Linked DNA regions of Sus scrofa: region 2 is linked to region 1. The links are chromatin contacts, called in public Hi-C maps. All regions are on one chromosome and are shown on one strand. The core of a region is the stretch at or near the end of the contact, and the rest is flanking DNA. Distances in the headings are between cores, read along the strand shown. Region 1 overlaps COBL (protein cordon-bleu). Region 2 overlaps COBL (protein cordon-bleu).

Region 1 (7,448 bases), core at 108-2,607:
ACGACGGGCTTCTCGACCCGCGGTGGCACAAAGCCTCCAGCCCTGCGTCAACTTGTGCCAGGGGTCGCGGGGGGCGGGGGTGGGGCGGTTCCCTGGGGGGCCCAGCACGCGAAGGCCCGCGTCCCGGCCCCATCCCCTCGAGGCCTGCACGGGCCGGGCTGCTAGGCGCCGTCCCGGCGGCAGGTGGCAGCAAAGCCCGCTGCGTCTCACGCTGCCGCCGCCGGGCCTCTGCCTTCCGCGCCTCCGGCCTGGGCGTCCCCGTCTCCCCACCGCCTGTGCGCCGGGGACAGGGCGTGAGCGGGAGCGACAACGTGGAGGGCTCCTCAGGGACGGGGACAGAAATGTTCTCCACTCAAGTGTCTGAGTGTCAGGAGGAGGGGACAGAGGCGTTTGGCGGCGATGTCACAGCCCGCACGGCGCACGATGGGCCGGATGAAGGCATGCTGGTCCCGGCAGAGCGGGTCCCCATCACACCAGGGTTGCCCCTCCTTTGTGGGGGAGGCTGCCAGGTCGGGGGGGGGGCGTGCCCAAGGCAGCGAGGAGGGGGCTGGGGGGGTGGGGAGGATGAGAAGAGGGAGCTCCGGCCTCGTTGAGTTTCCCTTAACGGAGAGATGCTGTTAGCGCTGCTACAGGGCTTTCCCGGCTAACAGGTTGCACAACGACGTTTCAAGATACAGCGAGTGATTAGCACGTAACAAACATACTTGCAGAGTCTCTTCCCCTCACAGGCCTAGATGGGGGCAGTTTTTCCTTTCCTGTCTTTCCCTCTTTTTTCCCTATCTTGCCAAAGGAAAGCTCTGTTTCCAGAGTCCCAGAAACCAAATCTAAACAGGGCCACCACAACCAGTCGACACACACGACACCCGGGCCCCTGAAGCAGGTGCTGAGAATAATCCTGTCCATGTTTTAAAAAGATACTGGGTCAAACGTGAGGTGCACTACTCTCAAATGTGGGAACACTTTTTTTTTTTTTGAGGGAATAAATGGTCTATGTTCTTATATGTGACTGAGCTGAAGCCTTTTCTAGAATGTCAGTGAGACCTGGGTCCAGAACCTCTGGCAGGTTCTGAAATCACCGATTGCATACACACACACAAAATGGTAATAAGAATATGCAGAGGTTTTTTTAAATGGGAATTTTTTTAAGCTGAAGAAACATATGAAAACTTGAACACTAATATTTTTAAAAGCCCAACCTGGTCAATATTTGTGGAATAAATAAAAAGGCAACAGATATCGAGTGACCTCATTAAAATGGACAATTTGGTGAGGTCCATCTTAATAATCCTAAAGTAAGCAACACTGACATTTATTTTTGGTCGGACAGTTGTTGAAATAGCCTGGGTCACCCGGGGACAGCCGCTTATACAGCGTGGTCTTGGTGCCAGCATGGGCCTCAAGCTGCCTCTCAAGCCAGGGGGTCTAACTGGGCGACCTCAGGCGGGTGCCAAACTCACGGGAGGAGAAAGCACATTTGGGGAGGAGCCACTTGTGCCGCTGGCTTCAACGGCTAACAACGTGCGAGACTTGGGAGGGTTTAATAGCGACCGCAAAGGAAATCCAAGCCAATACGGTTCACAGGCGGTGTCTGTTCTTTCAGAGCGAGAGCCCCAGTGTTCGCACTTCTCCCCCGTTTAAGCGTCTCGTGGACGCTCACAGGAGAGGGGGGGTCGGAGGCGTGCGGACCACCGGGGGAAAGAGGAGTCACTGCCGTGCCCCCTGCCCTTCGGGGTTCTGCGCCCCCGCCCGCGCTGCTTTGCACCGAATCCGAGATGCGGGGACACAGGCACGTGCCCGGCTGCTGGGCGGCGCATGCGCGCACAGCCGTCCGCGGCCCGGGGGACGTAGGGGGGGCCTCACCTCGCTGGTTGTCCCAGGCGTAGAGCTCCTTTATCCCCAGCTGGCTCAGGGACTTGGAGAGCTCCAGCTCCTCGCCGGCCACGTTGTCCCTGAGGAGCACCACGTGCTCCGGGCTGACGTCGCACTTGGCGCAGATGAGCGGCAGGAGGTTCTGCAGAGGCACCTCGGGGCTCACGCGCACCACTGCCTTCTGCGTGCGCAGGTAGTTGACGACCAGGCGCACGGTCTTCTGCAAAACACAGCGGGCACGACCCCGTGAGCACATCTGCCCACAGCGGTGTTTATGCCAGGGTGGAGCGGGGCCAGACTCTGTGTGGGTCCAGGCTTGCTTCCCAAATTCAGTGGGTCGTGGGCGAAGAGGGCATACTAAGTTGGGAAAAATAAATGCCTGGGACCCTGTGTGTACTTTAGGGATTTTGTTTTGTTTGTTTGGCCATGCTGCCGGAATGTGGAAGTTCCTGGGTCGGCCACGGAGCTCACGCCACAGCAGCGACCAGAGCCACAGCAGGGACAACACCAGATCCTTTACTGCTCTGCCACCAGGGAACTCCAGAAAAAGATCACTTTTCAGGGGACGGCCCGACCTCGGTAATGAACAGCCTTTGATGTGAAGACCCACTTAATTCTATTCAGTGGATGACTCTGACTTTAAAAAATGGAGTATTTTCTCCTTTTAAAAACTATGACGGCAGGTTTCAAACATACAGAAAACGTGTGTGTGTGTGTGTGTGTGTGTGTGGCTTTTTGATTGTTTTATGGGTAAAGCCCACATGCTCTCCGTGCATTTGCAAAGTCTTCCACCTGCACTGCTGACTCAGAGCCGGGCTGACTTGCTCCTGGCCATCCTCTCGTCCTCCTTCCCAACCAAACCGACAGTGATCCCCTGAGAGCACTGAACTTCCTGCCCTCCTTCAGCTGCCCAGGTTGTCTTCAAGGCGACTTAGAGCAGCTACCAAAGCGATGCTTCAGCTGAAGCTGCTGGCTAGGTCAACAACGCGTTTGGCTGCAGCTGTGTTCCTTCTGGCTCATCCTGCCTGGTTCCTTCACAGCTATGTCCTTCTTAACCCACTGAGCCAGTGGGGGGCTCCGCTCGAATCTCCTCTGCTAATGAACAACCGGCTAACGATGTGGGGAAAGGAAAGACAGATCTCAAGGAATAGACTGTCTTTCAAGGATTCCGGACAGACTAACCACAAGGCGCTTAAAACATTTTCTAAAGAAAAATAGTGTGAAACTATCGTGAACAATCCAATTTAAAGGAAAAAAACCCCATAAAACATCAAAATTTTGTTTAAGAAGCCAAAATAGTCACCTGAATATATTCACATCTATAGAAATACATAGAGTGTGTATATGCTACACATAGATTCATAGAAATACACCACACATATGTATTTTAAGCTAGAAAACTATATTAGACCTATAAATCATAGGCATAAAATAATCAGAAAGTAAATCAATTAGACTAAAGCTGATTGTAAATGTCTACAGGTACAAAAAGTGTAACAGAAGTTCCCATTTGGCTCAGCAGGTTAAGGACCTGATGTTGTCTCCATGAGGATGCAGGTTCGATCCCTGGCCTCACTCAGCGGGTTAAGGATCCAGCGTTGCTACAACCTGTGGTATAGGTCGCAGATGCAGCTGGGATCTAGTGTTGCCGTGGCTGTGCTGTAGGCTGGCAACTGCGGCTCTGATTTGACCCTTAGGCCGGGAACTTCCAATGCCACAGGTGTGGCCCTAAAAACAAAGACAAAAGTGTGGTATGCTGAAGTTTCACGCAGCCAGCTTCTGTTTGGTCTTAACTGATCACCCATATGGTTTTAAGATCCTGGGAGTGGACACAGCGTGCACTGAATAAAAAACTGGCCGAGATGGATCCCACTCCCTTCCAGCCTGAGGGCCAGGGTTTGATGCACTTCAGGAGGAAAGAGGAAACCGTGGAGCTTCTTCATGCTTCTCAAGCTGAGGTCATGTATAACCCTGGGCTCACCTGCCCCTGGGGCTCAGGAAGACAAGAAAAGCCACAGAATATTAAAAAAAGGTTTCATTTCCTTGAACATGGATTTACTTGAAAAACCAGGGAGAACTCAAGAGTACAGTTGGCCCCAAGTACAAGTGATTAACTGCCCAAGCCCGGAGAACATGAACTGTTGGCCAAATTACCATTTTTAAAAGCAGAGAAATTTAGCAGATATTCCAGTTATCTGAAAGAATAAAATAGCCTTTGATTTTTTTTTCTTTCTAGGGCTGCACCTGTGGCATATGGAATTTCCCAGGCTAGGGGCTGAATTGGAGCTGCAGCTAAAGCAACACTAGATCCGAGCCACATCTGCCACACAGCTTGCGGCAATTCTGGATTCTTAACCCACTGAGCTAGGCTAGGGATAGAACCCGCATCCTCATGGATGCTAGGGGGGCTCTGAACCCGCTGAGCCACAGTGGGAACACAAGCACTGCTTTCAATTGGAGATAAAGATCCAGAGCAAAGCTTTCCTAAAGAGTACAATACACATCTGAAATTAACTTATTTAATAATCAAAAGCCTGAAATCTACACATAAAATGCTCTCCAACTGCAATGACTATTTCTGACAGTTTTTCAAAAAAGCCCCTTTGTTCCCTCTCTCCAGGAGGATGTCCGAGTCTTCTACACACCCTCGCCGCTGCCAGGGCAGGAAGGCCTCCAGGACCCGACCAGAACCTTCGGAACCCATCCAAGAGGGTAGACACTGGCTACGTGTGTTATTTCAATTCGAATTAAGAGAATGAAAGGCCCAGTTTTTCGAGCACACTCGCTGCATTGCCCTGCTCAGTAGCTACAAGGGATCGGTGGCTCTTGCCCTGCCCCGGGCAGAATTCTGGACCACTCTCATCTTTGCAGAGAGTTCCGACGGATGGCTGGAGACCAGGAACTCTTCTTTGGTACCTGAAGGGACCATACAGCACAACGAACTTTATGCAATGCTGCAGACCTATGTCTCCTGAAATAAACTCACTTCAGTACCTAACTTTGCCCAGTACGGAAGTGGGACTCTCAACCAGAGCTGTTTGCATGGGTTACTCAGATAAGGGGTTCCTCCGGCGCCTCACGCCACCAGCATCTTTGGCCACAGATAACTGCATACGTCCTCATGTGACAAAGGGGTCCCCGTGCTACTGACCTCAGGCATCTTTGGGGGGCCAGCCTTAACTTTCGCTTCAGGAACTTTTTCTTTCAGAAACACGGTGTGGACATTCAAGGTTCCAACTAAAGTGTTTGGCTTAAAATTCAAAGGCTGTTGGGTTTCTGAAGAGCGGACCTCCAGGGCGTGGTTGGACGGATTCAGGTGGTTCTGAAGGCAGAGTTCGACCAGGAGGTCCATCATGGCATGGCTGCAAGAGAGAAACAAGCCACGGTCATGGGCAATGTCCGCACTCGCCCTTCTGCCAGCTGAGCGTGGGCAGCACGATCGGACCAGCGGGCGAAGGTGCACACTGGCTATGCTCTCGGAGAAGGAGAAGAGCCTCTAGTGGCTTCCTCACACGTGACCGTGCAGCAGTATCTTCACAAGTTCACTCCTAACAAACACCACCACCGAATGGACCATCGGAGCCAGGAGAGCTGGGCAACAGTTACAGTCCAGTGAAACCCATGAGTCCTGCTAGATCAGCACAGACGATGTTAACTTATGGGTACGAGGCACGGAATTTTCAGTCATTCGTAAATATAGTGTATTTTATTTGTTTATCTATTTTTGGCTGTGCCTGTGGCATGAAGATGTTCCCAGGCCAGGGACTGAACCTGCACCCTGGCAGAGACCTGAGCCACAGCAGTGACAATGCTGGATCCTTAACCCACTGAGCCATCAGGGAACCCCAACATAGCGTATTTAAAAAACCCACATTTTATTTATTTATTTGGACACACTTGGGGCCTATGGAAGTTCCTGGGCCAGGGACTGAATCCAAGGTGCAGCTGCGGCAACACTGGATCCTTTAACCCACTGTGCCAGGCCAAGGATTGAACCTGCACCTCTGCAGAGACCTGACCTGCTGCAGTCCTCTGCAGGCAGATTCTTAACCCACTGGACCATGGTGGGGCCTCCTAAAAACTGAAATTTTAGGTTGAAGACAACAGCTTTCTTTTCATCTAAGAGTCTGCTTTTTGAAAAAGAAATGAGGAAAATTCCCTTATTTGAATGTCAAAAAATTTTATAACGTCTCCCATTGCAGATAATTATTTATTAAGGGAGCGGAATAACAATTTGGATTGTCCCAAAGAATGGACAATTCCATTTGCATCATTTATTTTCATCTGGTGGAATGTTTTTATATTTAACACTGACTTCTCTCTTCCTACACATTTCCTGAGCAGTGGAGGGTAAATCTCTCTCAAAAGCATAAGCCTTTTCCTCGGATCTATTTCTTAATCAGGAACTAGCACGGCAGTCATTTCAAGTCATAATGATGCTTGCTAGGTGTCCAGGGCGCAGGTGTGTGCAGACCTGGGCCTTACGGTGCATCTGTAAAGACAGAAGTGCCAGCCACTGGCCATTCCTCACTCACCGCGAGGGCTGTGAGTGGCGGGCGCGGACCCCGGCCAGTGAAAGCCCAGGCAAAGCTCCCAAGTGCCCCGACTCCCATCCAGTCACTGAAAAGAATCGGTAATGCTCTAATTGATACCCAACATCTCGAGGCCATCTCCATGACAATCTGACTCCCCTCGCTCTCCAGGAAGAAATTAGGTGACAGCGTATGTCTTAACCAGGGGACACTGGAATCACGTGGGCATCTTGGGTGACTCAGGGCTCCCTCCTCGGAAAGGGCAGCGCCCCCCCACAAGGGTCGCACCGGCAGGCGAATGCTGCTTCAGCTCTGGGGTGAAAATCGTCATTATCTCAACAACGAGCTTAGTGCATCACAACAGGAAGCGACATCACCAAAGACTCCAGGACGTGAAACTCCCCGGAAAAGCCTCAGCATAGAAAACAGACTTCTAAGGATGCTGAAGCAACAATGCAGTATTTGTGACTCTGCTCCCTCATGGTCCAGGGTTGCGCTGGCCACAGCAGGTCACATGGTTCCCTCTCAGCCTCACCGAGCCTGGGGGTGGGGCCTGCTAGCCCTTGGTCCCCCTGAGGGGGTGGGGCTGGGTGGGACCCTGGTCCCCTAGGAGGCTCTCACCTCCCTCTCTCATCTCCACCGACAGTCCACTGCCACCGCCGAGGAAACCAAGATGATAAATTCTCAAAGATGAAAATTAATCACAGAACATAAACCACAAAGAACACAAAGCTACGAATGGAACCCTCTGGTTTTTTTAGCACCAAATCCAAAATAACACCACTGCTGTAACTACTGCATCGTGGCTTCGGTAAAGAACCTGCTCTCCTTTCACAGGAGGAGCAGCGGGTTATAATCTATGGTCAGCCCCTTAACCACGTTCTTTCCTTGTAGGAGGGAGTGGGATGAGCTGGGCGTTTGGGGTTGGTAGGTGAAACTCGATATTTAGAATGGATAAGCAATGGGGTCCCGCTGTACAGCACAGGGAACTCTGTCCAGTCTCTTGGGAGAGACCGTGATGGAAGATACAGCGTGAGAAAAGGATGC
Region 2 (6,762 bases), core at 1,726-4,225, 68 kb after region 1:
TGTGAGTGCCTGGGCAGCAGGGTCGGGGCACCACAGACAGGGCGGGGAAGGGACCCTCTCGAGCCGCCAGGATCTCGGACGGGCCGCATGTGGGAGCCTATCTGGAGGGGCAGTGTTCTTGCAAGGCCAACTCTGCATGCGAGCAAACACAAGGGGCTCTACAGGGCCTCGCAGGGCCATGATGGGACACCCTGCTCCAAGTCACCCCAGGACCCCAAGGGCCACCAGCACATCTCACTGGGTCTTCCTTGTTTCCTTCTTTTTTTGTCTTTTTAGGGCCGCACCTGCGGCATATGGACCTTCCTGGGCCAGGGATCGAATCAGAGCTGCAGCTGCGATCTGCACCACAGCCACAGGATGCAGGATCCAAGCTGCATCGAGACCTACACCACAGCTCGCGGCAATGTTGGGTCCTTAGCCAGCGAGTGAGGCCAGGGATTGAACCCGCATCCTCATGGAGACAACACAAGGTCCTTAACCTGCTAAGCCGCAACGGGAACTCCTTTCCTCGACTGTTCATCGATGGGGAACTTGGGTTCTGAGGTGACAGGCAAAGCAGACGGGATGACGGCAGAGGTCCCTCCCTGCCGTGAGACGTGAGCGGGCCCAGCTCAGGGGTCGGCCGGAGGAGCCCGTGCGTGGTCCCAGATGGCCTGTGCTCGGCCTCCCTGACCTGTCCCAGCCCAGCAGCCAGTGCACCTCAAATGCAGACACAGAGGGAGGGGTGTGGAAGGGTGGGCATGGCCTTTTACAAAACTCAGAGGCGACAGGTCAGATGTCACACCCTGGTCACCAGACCCCCTTCCTCCCTCACCACCTCAGGCTCCCTCATCTCTGAGCTGCAGTGGTTCTGGTTAAAATGACAACACCAAACACAAAATCACCCCACCCCAACGATGTCCGCGGGCTCCTTGTTCAGCCACCCGCTCATGGACATCCCGCCGCCCCCACGCGCCCTGGAGTGCATGCTTCATCACGCTGCGGGGCCTCTGCTGGGTTGGGTCCCTCCCCTGCATACGTGGCGCACAGCTTGTGCCCTGTGATGACGGCTGCCAGGAGGAGACCCTGACACTCACCGGGGAGCTGGAGTGACAAGAAGAGGCCGGAAGAAAGGAGGACAGAGACAAGGGACGGGGAAGAGAGGCGGCTGCAGCCAAACGCGTTGTTGACCGCCAGCAGCTTCAGCTGAAGCATCGCTTTGGTAGCTGCTCTAAGTCGCCTTGAAGACAAGCTGGGCAGCTGAAGGAGGGCAGGAAGCTCAGTGCTCTCAGGGGATCACTGTCGGTTTGGTTGGGAAGGAGGACGAGAGGATGGCCAGGGGCACGTCAGCCCGGCTCTGAGTCAGCAGTGCAGGTGGAAGACTTTGCAAATGCACTGAGAGCATGTGGGCTTTACCCATAAAACAATCAAAAAGCCAACACACACACACACACACACGTTTTCTGTATGTTTGAAACCTGCCATCATGTTTTTAAAAGGAGAAAATACTCCATTTTTTAAAGTCAGAGTCATCCACTGAATAGAATCAAGTGGGTCTTCACATCAAAGGCTGTTCATTACCGAGGTCGGGCCGTCCCCTGAAAAGTGATCTTTTCCAAGATTATCTTTTTCTGGAGTTCCCTGGTGGCAGAGCAGTAAAGGATCTGGTGGTGTCCCTGCTGTGGCGCAGGTCGCTGCTGTGGCTTGGGTTTGCTCCCTGGCCAGGGAACGTCCACATGCCCCGGGCGTGACCAAGACGATGACGACAAAATTATCTCTTTCAATTTTTTTTACGGTGGGGACTATTTAAAAATGAATGATGATCATGTTAAAAAAACGGCCGAATCAGAAAGGTAGGAAAGTTTCTCTCAGTTCCCTCCTGGGGCCCTGGGGCTCGCTCAGGGCCAGCTAGTGCACAGCCTGCAAGGCCCCCCAGTGAAGAGGGCCTGGACCTTGCAGTGGCGCCTCACGCCCCAGGTCTGGGCACATTCAGGAGGCCCCCCTGCAGCCCAGGCTACAGTTCCTGGCTGGCTGGGTCCCACTTCTCGAAGTTAAGACAGTTATTCAAACTCCTGAAGCTACGAGACACATTTGAGGGCCCTGGTAAATAATTTACATTTAAAATTCAATAAGCTTCACACACGAGAACATGGTGAAACCTGAAGGCAGACGTGGCATCTGAAATTTGCCTCTGTGTCTGGTCTGAAAGGCAGTTCCTCGGCCTGCAAAAGAGCTGGGAGGTTCTTAACGGGTAACCGTACACCGACCATGCGACCCAGCCATTCCGCCCAAGAGACGAGGGATCGGTGTCCACGCCGAGGCACAAGCGCACGCTCACAGCTGCTTTCTGCTTGAGGCCCAAACCTGGAAACAACCCAAAGGTCCATCGACCGCAGGACGGACATGCAAGCTGTTGTAAATTCGTAAGTGGGACCCTCCTGTGAACAAAATGAACTACAGACACATCCTGACCCAAACGGTCACCAAAACCTTTACGCGGAGGGAAAGAACTAGAGGGAAGAAAGTAGAGACTACTCAGCGCCACTCAGAGAAGATTCTAGACCAGGCGCAACTCGCCTCCCATGGCGGAAAGCAGATTGGCGGTGAGTGGCAAAGAGAGAGGACACTTTTGAAAGGGACGGAAAGTGGATGACGGGGATGGTTCCCTGGCGGAAACACACATGCGCAACGTCGTGCAACCCCGTGCTTCAACGACGCGCAGGTGCTTGTCCCTGAATCTGCTTGCCGTCGGGACCTCTTCCCAAACGCACAGAGGAAAAAGAATACAGTCCAGAAAAAGGACCTCGGCTTCAAATCAGCCCGCCAGCGAGAGCGAGTGCAAGCGCATCCGCACCGGGCCAGCCGCCCTGTTTCTCCTCGCGCCAGGCCGCACCCGAAGGACAGCGCCTCCAGCCGGAGCCACGCGCCTAGGCTCTGCATCAGCCAAGAACCACCTTCAGTCTAACTGGTCTGAATAAAGTTTGCCAGCTTTCTGTGTCCGATCTTACCAGTCCCGGTATGTGCCTAATTCTGTCTCTCCTGCACACCCGGCGCTATCCTTGAACTCGGACTGTGCTCAGTTGCTGGAGAATTAAATTTGCCTTTATCATGTATTCAATTAAAATCATCCAAATTGTTTCTTAAAAACAAAGGCTTCCCGAGTAAATGGAACTCAAAGAAATACCCTGGCGAGTGCCGGGCTTGCAGACAGCACCTGTCCCATCCCCACATCCCTGAGGAGCCTTCCGGGCAAAGCCAAAGTGACATCCTGGGGACAGGGCGCCTGCACACCCCGAGTCCTCAGACCGCGCTCCTTCTTAGCTGAGAGGTGCCACTTGCTCCCTGCGGGGCCCTGGGAGGCCGCGCCCACGACCTGCCCCCAGAGAACCTGCAGTACAGCCGGAGCCCCTCAACTGTCCTGTCCACTTTTCTGCAAACTGTCCAGTCCAGACGGCCTCACGGGTGTCTGCACTTCTTTATTCTCCTTTTTGATCGTGAGAAACAGAAAAATCCCCATTGGACACACCTCGAGGTGTCTATTTACGGGAGCTAGGCTTGCTGTGATATTTACAGCTCCTCCCGCAGGAGCAGCTGGCGGCCGCGGCGTCTGGAAGGGGCGTGATATTTAAGAACTGCTTCAGCAGAACCATTTTCTGAGAAGGCCTTTCACAAAAATAACCTGACTTATCCTCGCCCCGCCCTGCAAGCAGGACTAATTGCTCCTTTTCTGGGTGTCCCTACAGACCACCCTTTTACAGCATTTGTCATCATTATGCATTTACAGATCTGTTCTTTCTTCTACACTGGGCTTTGTCAGGTCAGGGACAAACCGTCCACATACAAGAGGCCAGCACACGGGTGAATTTTAATTATTATTCTTAAAAAAAATCGTAGCTGATTATGGAGTTCCCGCTGTGGCACAGTGGGTTAAGGATCAGGTGTTAAGGATCTGGGTGGGTTAAGGATCTGGCTCAAATTGATCCCTGGCCCAGGAACTTCATATGCCGCAGGTGCGGCCAAAAAAGAAAAAAAAAATCACAGCTGATTAAATGAATAAATTTGTAAATGATCCTATGTTAGTAAAAAATAGATCATTTTTAAACATCCATAATATGGAAGGAAATATAACACAACGTGAATGCGGAGTAGATCAAACATACGATTTTAATTCAGAGGGTGGATGGGGAGCCTTGTCTGGCATGCCAGGGAACAAAGAATGCCACCTGCCACTCCAGTTCCACAGGGATCAGGCCATTTGCCACCACGGCTGGAGCCCCAATGGCACACCCTGAGGGGATTCAGGACACAGAGCAGAACCAGATAACTGGCCCTGGATAGTTAAGATGAGAATCTAAAGAATAATTTCAATGAGCCCAGACTCTTGCATCGCACCATACCTAAAAAAGCACTAAGATCCTTAACTTGAGATGTCTAAGTTTTTTGTGATTAGCAGTAATCGTTTGAGGTCTACCTGTTTTTGTTTTTTTTTTTTCCCTAGCAAAAACTCCTGTATATCCTGGTTCCTCCCTTACCTCTTTGGAGCAGTTCCTGGAAGCTGAGAGGCTATAGGCTGGGTTACACTTCTCAGCAAGATCCCCCCAATAAATTTAGCTCACAATGTTTAGGTTGTACATTTTTCTTCAGTTAACAAGAGTTTGTCCTAAGATGCAGGAAGATGTTTGCTTAAAAAGAGGCTTGGTGGAAAAATAAAAAACGAATCCTGTCTTTACCTGGTTACTGCTTTTGTACTAAAGGACCATTTCACGCAGGTTGAACATCTCCTGTCTTCGTTGATCAACCATTTCTTCTTCAGACAAGTTATTCCACAGGAAAGTAACAAAATAAATGACCCACAAGTGTTTTACAGAGCCTTTCGTTTCTTGGTGGCTGCTTGGGAAGAGGCTATATAAGCTTTATAACCATTTTGAAGTTGCCCATCACTCCCAGCTCAGTGCTGAGTACAGCCTGAGGGCTTTGCCAGCAACCTGGGGAGGGGGAACTGGCTTTTTCCAAAGCAACTTGGTTAAACCATGTGTACACAGGAAGCCCTCTGAAGAAGAAATTTTGCAACAAAATTGTGCCCTGTGTCTGTGGTTCTTCGAGACTAAACAGAACTTGAGCTCCTTGAAAGCTTGAAACAAGATCTTTGTTCACACAATTCACTTAAGGACCAGTTGGTCCATGGAATGGATGAAGGGATGGATAATCTTTATTCAGGACTGGACCCTGAATCACTTGGCAGGTGCCTTCAAAAAGGATTGCTTCAGCCAGGAGCCTGGCTGCTTGGGAGGGACAGGACTGGCAGTTCAGAAAGTACCGTGTTCCAGAAAAACGTTTGCAAATCCCTAGCTCTGATACTGCTGGGAACAGGAAAGACATAAATCAAAGGGGACTGCAGACATTCAGATTCGGCTTATCTTCTCCCGTCTGCCTTCCTTCCTAAGATCACAACCCTGCCCACCCCCCCACACACACACCTGCCGCTCATAGGCCCAGGTTAGCAGCATGCCTGGAACCTCTCAGATCCAGCTGGAGGGGTCCAGGGAGGACCAGCACGGGGGCCGGGGCCCTACTGATGGTGGGGCAATGGGGTGGGGAGAGTAGGGGCTGGCAGTCCTGCTCCAAAAATGAAGGAACACACCAACCGCTGAAAGTGCACAGGGAGGGGCGCTGCACTGCTTCCCGACACCCGCTTGGGGTCTGGAACCCTGAGCAGGTGGGTTGACCTCTCTGGGGTTTAGTACCCTCATCCCCGAACAGTAGCAGTACCCACTGGGAGGAGAGATGCCGCCTGCTTTACCAGCAAGCAAAGGATGCTGCCGCCATGGAAGCCATCCCAGCACAGACCCACCCCACTTGGTCCCCCCAAGGGGACTCAGGATGGAGAGAGCAGGACCCTGGCCCCAGATGGCGGGACGCACATCCAAGGAAGGATTTCAGGGAGCCCAGAAGTTGCATCTTCCCAAACATAGAAACGTGCTAAATTCCTTCACCTGAGGTGTCCAGTTTGCTGTAAAGTGCAGTCATCTTTCTATGTTCCTGCTGCCTGGTCTGTGTTGCAAAAGCTCCCCTCTATCCTGGCCCCTCCTCACCTCTTCCGAGCCGTCCCTCAGAGCCATCCTCCAGGCTCGAGTCCTCAGAAAGTCCGCCAAATAAAGCACAATTCTTAAATAAATGCACAAGAAGCATTTGGAACAGGGCCCGGCATTCTATAAGCCCCGTATAAACAGTGATGGCAATGATTCTTTTCCGTAAATGACAGTGTCCCCAGGATCGGAAGTGGCGGTTTAATCGTAAAACGGGTTGACCACCTCAACTCCCTTTTGAAAAACAGTTTTAGGAGTTATAAGTCCTATACAGCAAACTGCATGCAGTCACCGTGTAAAATTTGAAAGCTCTGACACATGTGTCCCCATAAATCCATCACCACAATGAAAACAAAGTTTCCCTTGTACTCTCTCCCAAGTCACCCCTTCCCGCCTCATCCCCTCGCAACCACTACTGACGTTGTCACTACAGGTAAGTCTGCATTTTCTAGAAGCTTGTGAGTGGAGCCATCAGCATGCGCTCATTTGGGGTCTGGCTCCTTGCACGCTGTGTAACAACCTCGAGACTCACTTCTTTTGTCGGCTGCATGGCGGCTCCTCCGTTTTCATCAGGGAGTCCTATTTCATGGCAGTTTATTCACTCACCTGTTAATACACATTTTGTTGTTGTGTCTAACTTGCAGCTGTTGCAAACAAAGCTGCTACAATCATTTTTTAAAAACACATAATGTGCTTG

The links. Hi-C and Micro-C count contacts between places; a contact is called where the count stands out from the background.
Region 2: a Hi-C map of skeletal muscle shows a contact between it and region 1, with 6 times the contacts expected there. The contact joins two enhancer-like sites. A contact is called at or near these places in 10 of 47 Hi-C or Micro-C datasets (fetal skeletal muscle, mesenteric adipose tissue, omental adipose tissue and 3 more) and 1 of 2 datasets of contacts at active chromatin or transcription factors (skeletal muscle).

Annotation. Positions count from the first base shown.
Region 1 is chr9:136,966,819-136,974,266 of Sscrofa11.1, forward strand. It overlaps COBL (protein cordon-bleu), which reads right to left. Exons shown (of 16, transcript XM_021063931.1): 3 at 5,021-5,231; 4 at 1,861-2,089. Among named protein-coding and RNA genes, the nearest start is that of COBL, 85 kb to the right of the region's middle. Within about 2 kb of position 1,358, at least 12 of the 83 cell types and tissues checked have an H3K27ac peak or open chromatin away from gene starts, as enhancers often do. A contact at or near this core is called in skeletal muscle, where this site is marked.
Region 2 is chr9:137,033,701-137,040,462 of Sscrofa11.1, forward strand. All of the region lies in intron 1 of COBL (protein cordon-bleu), which reads right to left. Among named protein-coding and RNA genes, the nearest start is that of COBL, 18 kb to the right of the region's middle. Within about 2 kb of position 2,976, at least 4 of the 83 cell types and tissues checked have an H3K27ac peak or open chromatin away from gene starts, as enhancers often do. A contact at or near this core is called in skeletal muscle, where this site is marked.